Regions from separate parts of the Mus musculus genome. Here region 2 is linked to region 1. Evidence: chromatin contacts called from public promoter capture Hi-C data. All regions are on one chromosome and are shown on one strand. The core of a region is the stretch at or near the end of the contact, and the rest is flanking DNA. Distances in the headings are between cores, read along the strand shown.

Evidence for each region. Promoter capture Hi-C pulls out the DNA fragments that hold promoters and counts their contacts.
Region 2: a promoter capture Hi-C map of hippocampal neurons shows a contact between it and region 1, with 10 times the contacts expected there. The contact joins the promoter of Ube3c here to the promoter of 9530036O11Rik in region 1. A contact is called at or near these places in 7 of 39 promoter capture datasets (the 3T3-L1 cell line, cranial neural crest, embryonic stem cells and 3 more), 4 of 115 datasets of contacts at active chromatin or transcription factors (astrocytes, embryonic forebrain, embryonic stem cells and 1 more) and 1 of 9 other capture datasets (embryonic stem cells).

What each region holds. Positions count from the first base shown.
Region 1 is chr5:28,463,498-28,469,918 of GRCm38.p6, reverse strand. 9530036O11Rik (RIKEN cDNA 9530036O11Rik) reads right to left here and starts at 2,935. Exons shown (of 7, transcript NR_015562.2): 1 at 2,571-2,935. Shh (sonic hedgehog) reads left to right here and starts at 2,818. Exons shown (of 3, transcript NM_009170.3): 1 at 2,818-3,458. The coding sequence starts at 3,156.
Region 2 is chr5:29,565,762-29,572,182 of GRCm38.p6, reverse strand. Ube3c (ubiquitin protein ligase E3C) reads right to left here and starts at 2,941. Exons shown (of 23, transcript NM_133907.3): 1 at 2,603-2,941. The coding sequence starts at 2,668.

The sequences.
Region 1 (6,421 bases), core at 1,686-4,185:
GGTGTGGGGCAGAGTCAAAGGTTGGCCAGTGCTCCTCAGAGTGAAGGAAAGAACGCTGGACGGAAAGAAACAAGAAGAGTGAGAGCCTGCAAATGCCCAGCAGGAGGAATAGCTGAACCTACACAAATGAGAAGTAGCCTCTGGGAGTTAAATGGCTGGCCCCACCAGGCAGAGATTGTGCTCTGGAACCTCTTACAGGCACAGGGAGGGGCCCAAATGGTCTAGAGGGGAAAGCAAAGAGAGGGAGCCATCTGGTGTCTGGAGGTGGAAGGCAGCGAGTGTCTGGTGTCTGGGAAGTGGGGAGAGGGTGGGATTCCCCGGGAAGGAGGCAGAGAATAAAGGCCACATTTCTTCCTGTGGCCAGCCTCATGATCCCGTTCTCAAGACAACAAATATGAACTGTGATTGCTTTTATCCCAGCATTTCTGCAACCTGGAACAGGAAGCAAGCTGTCCCTGGGTACGAGGAAAAAAACAACAGGGTTTATAGTAAATCTTTACTTTCCTTCTAAAGATCCTTCCAGACTCCAGGAAGGCCGGCCCTTATCAGGCTCTCTTGGAATTAGCATCCATTGTCCCTAGAGATGGAGTGGGGGTGAGCAATGGGCCAGAGCAGAACCAAGTCACCTCCTTCTTCACAGCCAAAAGGGAGGTGACCATGTCTGGGCACTCCAAGGCCAGCTGTGCCCACATAGAACACTGGCAGCTTAGGGGTTTGTTTCCAAATCACATCTGCAGGTATTCCAGGTCTCCAGGTTACAGAAATGCTTGGATAAAAGCAATCACAGTTCATATTTGTTGTCTTGAGAACAGGATCATGAGCCTGACCACAGGGAGAAATGTGGCCTTTATTTTCTGCCTCCTTCCCCAGGAAATCCCACCCACTCCCCACTGCCAATCCAAAGCTGACTAGAGCTGTCTACAGTTGCATGATCCATTCACCAGTCTATATTCAAAGACATCAAGAAGAGAGTGCTGGTCAGCATACACAGAGAACAAGGAAATACTGAAGCAAAATGAGGCTCCAGGATGCTCAAGTCTTGTCTAGCCCACCACCGGCTAGTAATATGAAAGCCACATGCCAGGCAGGCCCACTCTTCTGGATCAAGAACAGTGGGTCCCCTTTGTATCCATTTTTTCTAGTTGATGGGGGATGTACACAGAGGATACAGGCTGGAGAGTCTGGCTCTTATTTGGTCTTCGTGAAGCTGGGACCAACTCCCACTAAGAATCTGTACTTGGTCCTCATAAATCAAAGGATAGAAAACTCCAGAGAGGGCAGGTGTGCGGGCTTTAGTCAACCCTTCCAAGCCTGGGATGGTGAGGCTCTGCCATACTGCCATTGAGACTCACAGTAGACAGTAGCAAGCACTTTCCTCGCCTCACACTAACTCAAAAGCAACCAAGTTTCTAAGTCCTCTGAAAACCCCACTGCCAGCTGAGCTTCAGGTTTGCTGGGCTCTCCCTGCACTGGGACAGGATCAAGAGCCAGAGGCTGGTCTCATGGGATAACACTGGAGGACTCGGTCCCTAAGCAGGTATTCCATTCCACATAAATAGTTCGCCCATCCTAGAGGAATCTTGCCTGTGAGTAGGATGGGAGAAAAGCCAGAGCAGATTTCTATGATCTATAAAAACAAAGCGTTTCACATTCTATTTTTCTGGTTCAACTAAGACTTTTCTGGAAATTTTTCTTTTTCCTGAAAGAGTGTTGGACACCCCAAGAGTAGTGACCTCTAGACAGCATATCCTCTTCTAAGATGCCCCTTATGGCCAGAACACTGTCCTCTAGATCCCTAACACCTTCAGTCTGCAGGCCCTACACCTAGCCAGCTTCTTTCCTTGAAAATTAGCTTGCAAAGCTCCTGTGAAATACAACTGTGTTAAGGAGCCTGAATTCCACATCAACTTACCCCAGCCCTGCACTTTGCTAGGATAGATTGGAAGGGGTTCTTCACGCATGCAGCCTTGCCCACTTTCAGTTGCCCCAGGCAGATCACCTCTACCCACCAAGCACACACCAGCTGCCCTCCATGCTGGGGTGCAGCACATAGACCCACTGAACCTATGTACCCCACCACATTCTGCAGACACTCTTTACCTGCCCCTCAGCTGGGATGCATCCATCCACCTGCAGAGGCTTGAATGTGGTGCAGTCAGTGAGATACAATAAAGGACAGTATTTTAGGGCACTTAAAACAGCAACTCTTTAGGTTGTGGCCACCTGTGATTATCCTCTATCTAAAGATGCTAAATATTCAGGAGATGCTCAGGTGAGCTGTTTTCACAACCCCGTGACGTCTGTCCTGTACACTCACATCTGGGGATGGGGTGTAAATAAGGCAAACAGGAGGGAGGCAGCGTTGCCCTCAAACAATTGAGAGGCTGTTTTATGGTCAAAGCTTGTGGGGGGGGGGGGAGCATCTGGACTGTCCTTTAAAAACTTATGCTGGCTTTAACCAAAGCATCTTCCATTTAGAGAAAGTAAGGGGGAAGCAGCCCTGAGCACAAAGCAGGCAGTGCGGGGTATTTTTCCAATAAACAGGCCTCCTCCCTCCCACCCACCTTTACCTTAGTAAAGACTTTCTTTCTTTCTTTCTTTCTTTCTTTCTTTCTTTCTTTCTTTCTTTCTTTCTTTCTTTCTCTCTTTCTTTCTTTTTTAAACTGGAAGCCTTCAGGTGAAAATAAAGCCACAGCAGCCAGAGGGGGGAGAAATGTAGTCTTTCTCAGGGTTAACATCAGAAGACAAGCTTGTGCGGCTTGGCCAATCAGATGCGCCCCTGCCAGCTATAATATAGTGCGAAAGGCAGCCTGTCTCACAAGCTCTCCAGCCTTGCTACCATTTAAAATCAGGCTCTTTTTGTCTTTTAATTGCTGTCTCGAGACCCAACTCCGATGTGTTCCGTTACCAGCGACCGGCAGCCTGCCATCGCAGCCCCAGTCTGGGTGGGGATCGGAGACAAGTCCCCTGCAGCAGCGGCAGGCAAGGTTATATAGGAAGAGAAAGAGCCAGGCAGCGCCAGAGGGAACGAACGAGCCGAGCGAGGAAGGGAGAGCCGAGCGCAAGGAGGAGCGCACACGCACACACCCGCGCGTACCCGCTCGCGCACAGACAGCGCGGGGACAGCTCACAAGTCCTCAGGTTCCGCGGACGAGATGCTGCTGCTGCTGGCCAGATGTTTTCTGGTGATCCTTGCTTCCTCGCTGCTGGTGTGCCCCGGGCTGGCCTGTGGGCCCGGCAGGGGGTTTGGAAAGAGGCGGCACCCCAAAAAGCTGACCCCTTTAGCCTACAAGCAGTTTATTCCCAACGTAGCCGAGAAGACCCTAGGGGCCAGCGGCAGATATGAAGGGAAGATCACAAGAAACTCCGAACGATTTAAGGAACTCACCCCCAATTACAACCCCGACATCATATTTAAGGATGAGGAAAACACGGGAGCAGACCGGCTGATGACTCAGGTAGAGACCCATTGCGGGTGGGAAACAGACTCCTTCCCGGGAGGGGGGGGGGGTGCGTGTGACCAAGCAGTCAGCCCTGCTCTGTTTGCTCTTTGGGCAGGTAGGAAGGCGGCTTGCTCTCTCCTTCCCCACCCACCTGCCCACCTAGCACTCCTCTTCCGGGAGGAAAAAGGAGGTGAAGGGTCCAGCAGGAAGTTTAGGGTTTGCTGGAATGGGGCACCAGAAGATGGGGTTCTCTATCTTATTAGTCTCATTTTATTAGTCTCATTTAATTAGTCTCCCGGGACGACCTCCTCTAACTACCTGTATTCTAGCTTGAAACTTAGAAAGACCTTTACTCTGAGGGAGTCTGCCCTTTCCAAGTGGAGGCAGAAAATGGAGGGAGAGGGGATGCCCCTATACACTTCAAAGGGCCTCCAGGTCACTGCAAACATAGCCTGGAGCATTTCGTCCCCTAGCTCCTACCTTTTCCTTTTCTGTGTTTTTCTCCCAAGACCACCCCACCCTTTACCCCACCACCACCAAAGAACTGTAACTGAGAAAGCCTGGGGGCAGTTCTGACAAAAGGCAGGAGCTCCAGAGGCGCCCGTCTTGTCCCCACTGTATCGCGTAGCCTGACTGCGATCCCATCGTCCTCAATTGTGCCGGTCAGAGAATGTATTGATATTTCTTTAAGGATGCTCCTCATTTCTCCAGAGCCCGCGGTACCTTAGGGGAGGGACTTGGAACTTGCTGGCTTTGCAATCGCTTTAATTTTTAACCTGCTTGCATAAGAATTAAAAGCGAATAAATATTCGGCGACGAGGGTGGATGGACAGACGGCAAAGCAAAGCACGAGCCTCTCTTCCCATCCCACCTCCTTTGAGATTTCCAGGCTGCCAATCTCCCAGCCAAATCGAGACTTTCTGAAACTCCATGCACGTATGACTGGAGCTGGAAATGGGTTTCCTTGCAAATATAGGTCAGCATCCTTTTTACTGCCCTATTAAAATATTCAAGTCCTACCTTTAGGGCTAGGTGCGCCGAGCGGCTGGCGGAGCGGCGCTGGCGGGGCGCAAGTGCAGGGGGCGGGGGCTGGAGAAAACAAGAGTGGAACAGCCCGCGCGACGCGACGCGCATCTCGCCACCGGGTACCTGCTGTATGGGAAGCCTAGGAGACTAGCCTTAGGGTGGCGGGCCAGAACTGGAGCAAAGAGGAATCGTGGAGACTGAATACAGGGCTGTTCTCCCTCCATCTTCTCCCTCCATCTCCCTCATCTGCTCCCGACCACCTTAAATCTGGACCGCGAGTGTGGGCGCGCGCGCGCGGGGGAGCCGGAGAGCTGCGCGAGCTACAGTTAACTCTGCGCGGACCGCGGGGCGCCCGACTGGTGTGGCTTGAAGGAGCGAGTTCTCTCTCTGGCTCCGGGCACCCATCCCCTGGTTGGGTGCCCCGGGGGGGGGGGGGCGTCTCAGGATGAGGAGGTCCTTGGAAAGGTGTGAGGAGGTAAAAGATTACTGATGCAAAGAGGCCAGGCGTGGACACGTAGGGTACCTCAGCCCGGATGGGTCTGCAGGGGGGTCTTCGGCGGTCTGGCTCCGGTGCCCAGAGCGCCGGGCCTCTGCGTGTCGCAGAGCTGCAAGAGCGCTGAGCCACGGTAGACGCCTTTCAGCTCCACTTACTCCTGCGTTATCGATCCCGGGACTAGGGTTGCAGCGCGCTCGGGGGTTGGGGGTGGGGGCGAGCTCCGGCGGCTTGTCCCTGGCTCTGCACGCGCGGAGCGCGCCCCGCCAGAGCGCAGGGCTCCGAGCGCGCTCTCTCCCTAGGGCGCGCAGGCAGGGGTTGAGCCGCGAGGAGTCGCAAGGCAGGGAGCCCCGCGGGCCTGACCTGGACTGCAACCCCGCCGCCTTCGCGGCCCTTCGGCCTCAGCGCCCTAAACGGAGACCACCAGTTACGTCCTTTCCCTCACGCTGATCCTTCCAGCCCGGTACCCGGGGCTCAGCGGCCCTACACCGGATCACTCTCGCCTCCACCGCCGCCGCGTGCGCGCGCGCGCGCGCGCGCGCGAGCAGCATTTGAACTTCTGACCTTCTGTCAAGTTCCTTCAGACGAACGAAACGAAAACACATACTTTTTTCCCCTGGGCAGTAGCCTTTCTGATTCCCAACCCAAAAAGAGGGGGTAGAGACAGCAAAAGTGGGGGTGGGGAAGGCCAAGCCAAGGATCTTCTCACCCACCCTGCAAAAATCCACCAAAATAAGGGTGGCTGTAAAGGTGGCCGTCCAAAAATTTCCTCTTAGTACAACCCTCGGCGGCTTCTTATTCCGGCTTGGCAGAGTTAAGAGGGGATGGGAAGGAAGAAGGTGGCCAGACGACAAGACTAGAGGTAAAGGGTGAAGCGGGGTGGGGGAGGGGATAGGGGGGAGAACCTTGGGTCTCAGGAACCTGCCATTGGTCGTCCCCACCCTCCTTTAACAACCACCTGGTTCGGCCCAAGGTGCCACTCTCTTCAGTCTCTCCTGCCTCCCAGTCTGTTTCTCTAAGGTGACTGAGCCCAAGTCCCTCAACCATGGCAGGACCGTCCCCAGTGGAACTTTCTGAGCAGTTCTGGATCGCAGGAGCTCCTAGTTAATATTAACTCCGGAGAGGGAAGCGCAGACAGACACTCTTCCAGCACAGTCCAGGCCCCAGAGAGTGCCAGGCTGTTGTGCCCGCGGCCAAGGGGCTGGGGTGGGAGGCAGCGAGGGGCCTGATCTGCAGGCTCTGCAGGCTGAAGTGGGAGGGGGGAACACCTGAAGAGCCAGGTTGAATAATTTCCTACGTGCTTAGGGGTTAGTCAGGAAAAAGAGGCCAGGTGTGGGTTTGAAGAATAGTTTTCTGCTTTGAAGAGTTGGGTCTGTCCCCGCCCCCCAGTTAGGGGAAGAGTGGAGTGCATTTAGAGAACGGAGTCTCTTGAAGTGAGACACCACCTCCCTCACAATAT
Region 2 (6,421 bases), core at 1,692-4,191, 1.1 Mb before region 1:
ACTGACATCCCTCATACCTCCATGTCTACTCAGATTTCTCAGGTTCCACACATGTCTGAACCCCACAGGAACCTTGGCATTCTGTTCCTCTGTCTTCTCCTAGCTTAAGCACACACCTGGAATAATCTGTACTGAAGATTTCCTCAACTCACCCCTCAGAGGTTGAGACTCAGCTCACAGGTGGAAACCATGATCCAGCCAAGATTTCCTCTCCAGAAGATTGCCTTGGAGATCAAGGCACTCAACTAGGAAACCATATATGGGCACTGCTTGGCTAGAATAAAATAAATGGACAGGACCTATATACAGAGACAAAGTCAAGAATGCAACTCAAAGAGAATAGCTGACCTAAACTACCTTGGTACCGGTAGCATAGAAACTGGACAGTTTTTGACTTGCACATTTTATGAAATATCATCATGCCTCTCACAGGCTTTTTGTTTATTTGCTTTTCTGCACTTCGTTTCAATGGATTTTTGTACTTGCAATCAAACTGACTACTAAGATAGTCTTCTATACACACACAAAGCTACCAAATAAACTGTGCCATGAGGATGTATCCTGATTTCAGAAGCACTGACCCAGAGCTGGGCCTGTTGCTGCATTCCTGTCTGTGATTCCTGCACTTGGAAGGCAGAGGCAGAAGGACTGTACATAAATCTGAGGCCAGAGTGGGCTACACAGTGAGTCTGAGGCCAGTCGGATTCCAGTATAAGGTCCTGTCTCAAACAATATACATGTAGATAATGGTAGAACTGAAGCACTGGAACCCACCACACACCTACTTCAAACTTTCTACATTGTCCCTTCAAACCCATCCTACTACTTCCCACCTTTCTAGAGCATGTCAACCAATTCTGTGTTTCTGTATTAGCCTGAAAGAAGTACAAAAACAATTGAAATAAACAAACAAAAAAACCAGTCATTAGTACACCATAACTTTTCAAGGTTTAAATCTTATCTCCCCAACAAACTCCCCAATAAACTCATCAAGTCTTGGACTTTTCCAGCATATAGTTCTTAAAGATAATAAACATAAAAATATTCATTAACTTTGAAAAAGGAAAAGATCAATTTTCCACTAAGCTGAAGAAGGGAAAGATTTCAAATTATAATTTAAGACATGAATGAAGTATACTAGAATGGCCATTAATTCCAAAGACTCTTAATATCACTTACTGGCCAGGATCTGAGTCAGTGGTGCCCTCAGACTGCTGGCTGTAGGGTAGTGGGCACATCAACTCGGGAAGTAACGGGCAGTGTGCACCAGCAGAACACAGTGTAAGCAACATCCACCAAAGCACCCATGAAAACCAGGATGGGTTAATTATGGTTTTTTCAGGTCCTGAACTAACAGGGACACAGTGGGATGGAAGAATCTATCAAAGAAAGCACCTAGCTCAAGAAGCAAGGCACAGAGGCTGACCAAGCTTCATCTGACCTCGTTTGCACGAAGCTCAACGTTAAAAGTGACCTGTAGAAACTGGTCAGAAAAGCAGTTTGCTTGGTGAAGAACAATTATGGGTAGGATGGGACATTCGTTTTCAGGAGTGACCATTTACAAATGTGTGTCCAGATAAAAATCCTTTATAAAATGAAGCTGGAGCAAAGGCTCAGCAACACTGCTCTCAAACGTACAATAATTTGGGGGAAAAAAAAAGACAAAAAATTTTACATTAAAGGGCTAGGGAGATGGCTAAGCAGTTAAGGTCACTTATTGCTTTTACTGAGGGTCTGGGTTTTCTTCCTACTACCCACATGTCAACTCACAAGTGTCCTTAACTCCAGTTCCAGGAGATCGGAAGCCCTCTTCTGACCTCTGCGGGAACTAAGCAAGCCTGTGGTGCACATTACATACATGCAGGCAAACACTCATATGTATAAATTTTTAAAATAAAGCTTTAAAATTTCGCCTAATGGGAAAAAAAAATCCTTTTAACAACTCTAGGGATCCTGTCTGGATTCCGGGCTCGGCCTAGAGCATCACGGCCGATTGCCTTCATCCTTCAGACAGCCCCAAAAAGCCGACCAGTGTCAAAACCATCACCAAGCAAAGGTCCAAAAGCGACCGGGGCCTCAGGCCTCAGGCAGGCAAAACTCTGTATTGCTCCGAGTGGGGCAAGCTAAAGCGCGATGCAGATTACAAAGACCTTGTCCTACCTGCCCCCTCCCACTTCACAGGCACGAGGGACTCTTCCCTAAGCTGTTCTTGAGGGCAAGGCACTCACTCCAAGCTTTGTGAGGAGCGGGTATGTCAAGTTTATAGCTTGTAAAGAGTTCTTAAAGGGCGGAATGGGGGCGGGGGCACCTGCCTCGCCCTGCTGGACAGCTAACTGTGTAACGCCCCCAGCCAGACTGCCAGTGCACGTGCTTCCAGGTCAAAACTGCGGCCCTTGGGCAGGCGGCCGCGAGGTCGCAATGAATGACCCAGCCGCTCAGTCCGCGGCTCGACAGCGCTCCTCTGGAGCCTCCTCACAAACCTGTCAGGACTGCACCGCAGCCGCACCCGGCTGGAGCTCGCTCCACACCTTACAGCGGAGCAGCGCCGCCTGGGTGCTGTCAGACCCGGGTTCGGTTAACACCTCGGGCCGCACCGCCTCACCTTCCTGCTCGCGCCACCGAGAGACACTTTGGGCCTTGTCTTGAAGTCGCCTTCGAAGCTGAACATCTTCGCCGCTTATCCCATCTGCGCGGCCCGGCAGGCAGCGGAGCGGCCGGGGGCGGGCCCGGCGGGCTGGGCGGGGCCCGGCAGGGTCGCGGCCTCGCTGTCCCGCGCCGCCCCCCCCGAGGCTCAGCGCTCTCCGCCCTGCACGCGGGCGCGAGCGCGGCGACGCTGGAGGCCGGCCTGTCCCCGCTGCTTATTTATCCACAGCGCGCCACCGTCAAGCGAGGGACGCCCCGACTCGCGCCTGCACCGCGCTGCCGTAGGTACCAAGATGGTGACCGCCCGCACTGCGCGCGCGGTCCCGTGAACGTGCGCGGTCATCGACGGCGCGGCGCTCCTCCCGGCAGCCCCCGCGAGCGCGGGCACCGACGCCAGGGCCGCCATCGATAATACGGTGCTCCTCCCGGCAGCCCTTGGACTTGCCTGCGTGCGCGGCTCCGCGGGTGCAACATCCTTCCGCGCGTGCGTCATGCCACCAGACGATTTCCGCCGCCCGCCGCCCATTGACGCCGACCGGGTCGCGCGCACTGCTGGAGACCGGAAGCCCTGCATAAGAGGCCGCTTTCACCCTCCAGCTAGATGTGGGGGAACAGGTTACTAATGCAGAGACTCTACACCATGACAGACAGAGACGAATAATATATGTTATACGAACAAAGGTATTCGTGAACACACACCATACAAATACACAAATGCACACCAACAAATGAAAGTTATATTCATATATATATTCACATATTCATATATATATATATAAATGCATGCCAAATGTATAAATGCATCATAAATACATAATGCACAAATATACCCTATCATATATCTATACACTTATGCATGTTTAATATATGTATGTACATGTATAAAAACGTGCTATTACATATACATAAGCACAAACATAAATATACACAAAGTAATGTAAATGAATCGATGTCATATACAACATATATACATACACATATGTCATACAAACCAACATAAATATATATCATGTATGCATGCATATATACACATATACATATGCATAAAACAGTATGCATATACATAGAGTTTAACACAAATACATGCCATGGCATGCATAAAAAAAATATATATTATGCATATATGTCATGTACATGCACAGTATTATATAGTATATGCTCTGTGTACATACATATATGTTATGTATATTGTGTATACACAAGTATATATACAGATACATAAATATATCACATACACATGCATTACCATGTGCACATGATAGAAGACATCTTGTTTTGCTTTGTTTTTGTTTCTTCTTCAAAAGATTTATTTATATGTATGAATATTTGACCTGCATGTATATTACGTGTCTGTGAATTATGTGTGTGTGCTTGGTACAAGACAGTGCATTGGATCTCTTGGAACTGGAATTGCCATGTAGGATCTGGAACTGAAACCAGTTCTTCTGCAACAAGTGCTCTTAACTTATGAGCCATGTCTCCAGCACAGTTTAATTTTTTGTTTTTGAAATAAGGTCTCACTGTATAGCCCTAGCTGGCCTGGACCTCACAGTGATCCTCTATCCACTGCCTGTTAGTGTTAGGATTAAAGATCTGTACCACCATACAAGCCAGTCCTCTTTTTAATTAAAAAAATGTACATTTTAGTTTACTTAGTGTTTATGGGGTAGGGTGCATGCCATGATGTGCATGTGGAGGTCAGAGTACAACTTGTCTCTCTTTCCACTATATGGGTACCAGGAATCAAACTCAGGTCATAAGACTTGGTAGCAAGCAACTGGTACTTTTCATCTGTTCTATCATTTTACCAGTTCTCTCTCTCTCTCTCTCTCTCTCTCTCTCTCTCTCTGTCTCTCTCTCTCTCTCTCTCTCACTGGCTCTGTGTGTGTGTGTGTGTGTGTGTGTGTGTGTGTATGTACACATATTTGAATGTCAGAGGATAATTTATAAGAGTCTGTTCTCCACTACCAAGTGTATTCAAGAGTGTGAGTTCAGTCGTCAGGCTTGATGGGAAGCACATTTACTGCTGAATCATCTTGCCAACCTCAAGTTTAGTGCTGTATTGGCAACAGTGACAAGAGCCCCAATATTTTTGTAATTGTTTGAATAAATATGTAATGACTAAAAGGCCGGGGGAAGAGGTAGATCAAAATCCTATAGATACAGATTCCTACTTAACAGATGGTGTGACATTACTACACACTAAGGAAGCCATGGAGACAGAGCTCTCATTCTATTGAGAATTCAGAATGAATGCAGAACTACCTGCAACATGCCTTGGCAGTTTCTCTAATAAAGATTTTTTTGTTTTGTTTTTTGTTTTTTGTTTTTGTTTTGTTTTTCAAGACAGGGTTTCTCTGTATAGCCCTGGCTGTCCTGAACTCACTTTGTAGACCAGGCTGGCCTTGAACTCAGAAACCTGCCTGCCTGTGCCTCCCGAGCGCTGGGGTTAAAGGCATGTGCCACCATGCCTGGCTCTAATAAAGATTTAAACACAAATTCTTACCATATGAACTAGCAATTGTCCAGGAGTAAGGAGGGCTGTGACTGAAACCACACCTGAACATGACACTTGCAGCAGCTTTGTAATTGCCCAAATCTGGAAACAACCAAACAGCAAAAGGAGAGTAACTATTGTACAACACCTGAGATGGCCTTTGAGAACAGGATTTTACACTGATGAAACACTAGTGCCCAAAGGTCACACTGGTACCATGAAATTCCATTTAGAACAGAGCCACGGTATGAGAGTTGCAGGCAAGGTAGAGGAGAGCGCAATAGTCTCTGGTGCCAGGAAAATCAGTAGTTGTGATAGTGGTTGCACAAAAGTACACGTGACAAGGTGACCCAAGTCAGTTTGGGTGACACAGAACTATTTGGAGGAGACATTGAATGTGTTGTTATCTTGTTTGTGGCAGTGATACCATTGGGTGTATACTCAGAAATAATCAGTACACATTAAATACAGATATCTGCCCCTTCTACATAATTTCAAATACCTAAGTCAGTTATGGTTCAAAAATATTAAATGGAAAATTCCAGATACAAGAAAACTCACAAGTAGTTTTCTAAGTAATCGGATGAAATCTTACTGTTCTTCCTATAACCTGAATGATGCCCTCATTTAATATCCACATTTGCACTTGTTACCTTCCCATTAGACACTTAGCAGTCAGCTTTGCTATCATATCAGTTTTCACTTAATGCTTGTGAGGTTGTCAAATGCCTCTTTTGAGGGAAAAGGTGCAAGCCCATCAAGTATGTGTGGAAAACACTGTATGTATAAGGCTCAGTACTATCCATGCTTTCAGAGTTCCGCTGAGGCACTGAGGACTCAGCTTCATGCATTCAGGAACCAAAGTGTGAATAGTTCTTTGTATATTAATTGTATAGAAAACAACCAATAACTGTATAAATGCAGTGTCATTTGTGTATTGAGCCATGGTGATTTAAAGTATAATCATAGTCAGAGGCTAGATTCAGGATTTCCAAGGTACCTGAGATTACAAATGCTTCCCACTTTTGTCCTCATGTTTATGTAGCAAGCAGTGTTCTTGCAACATGCTGTGGATGTGGATGTGGTTGTGTGACTCAAAATAACAAATTTTAATTCAGCCTAAAATAATAACAAATTATTTACAACTGCATGGCAGGTGGTGTGTATAGACTAGGGATGGTTCATTTTATGTTTCCAGATGCTAAGGAATTTCTAGATGTTGTCTGCTAGTAAAACATTATTTTTGGTTGTGTCTGTGAAGGCATTTCCAGGAGAGATTAG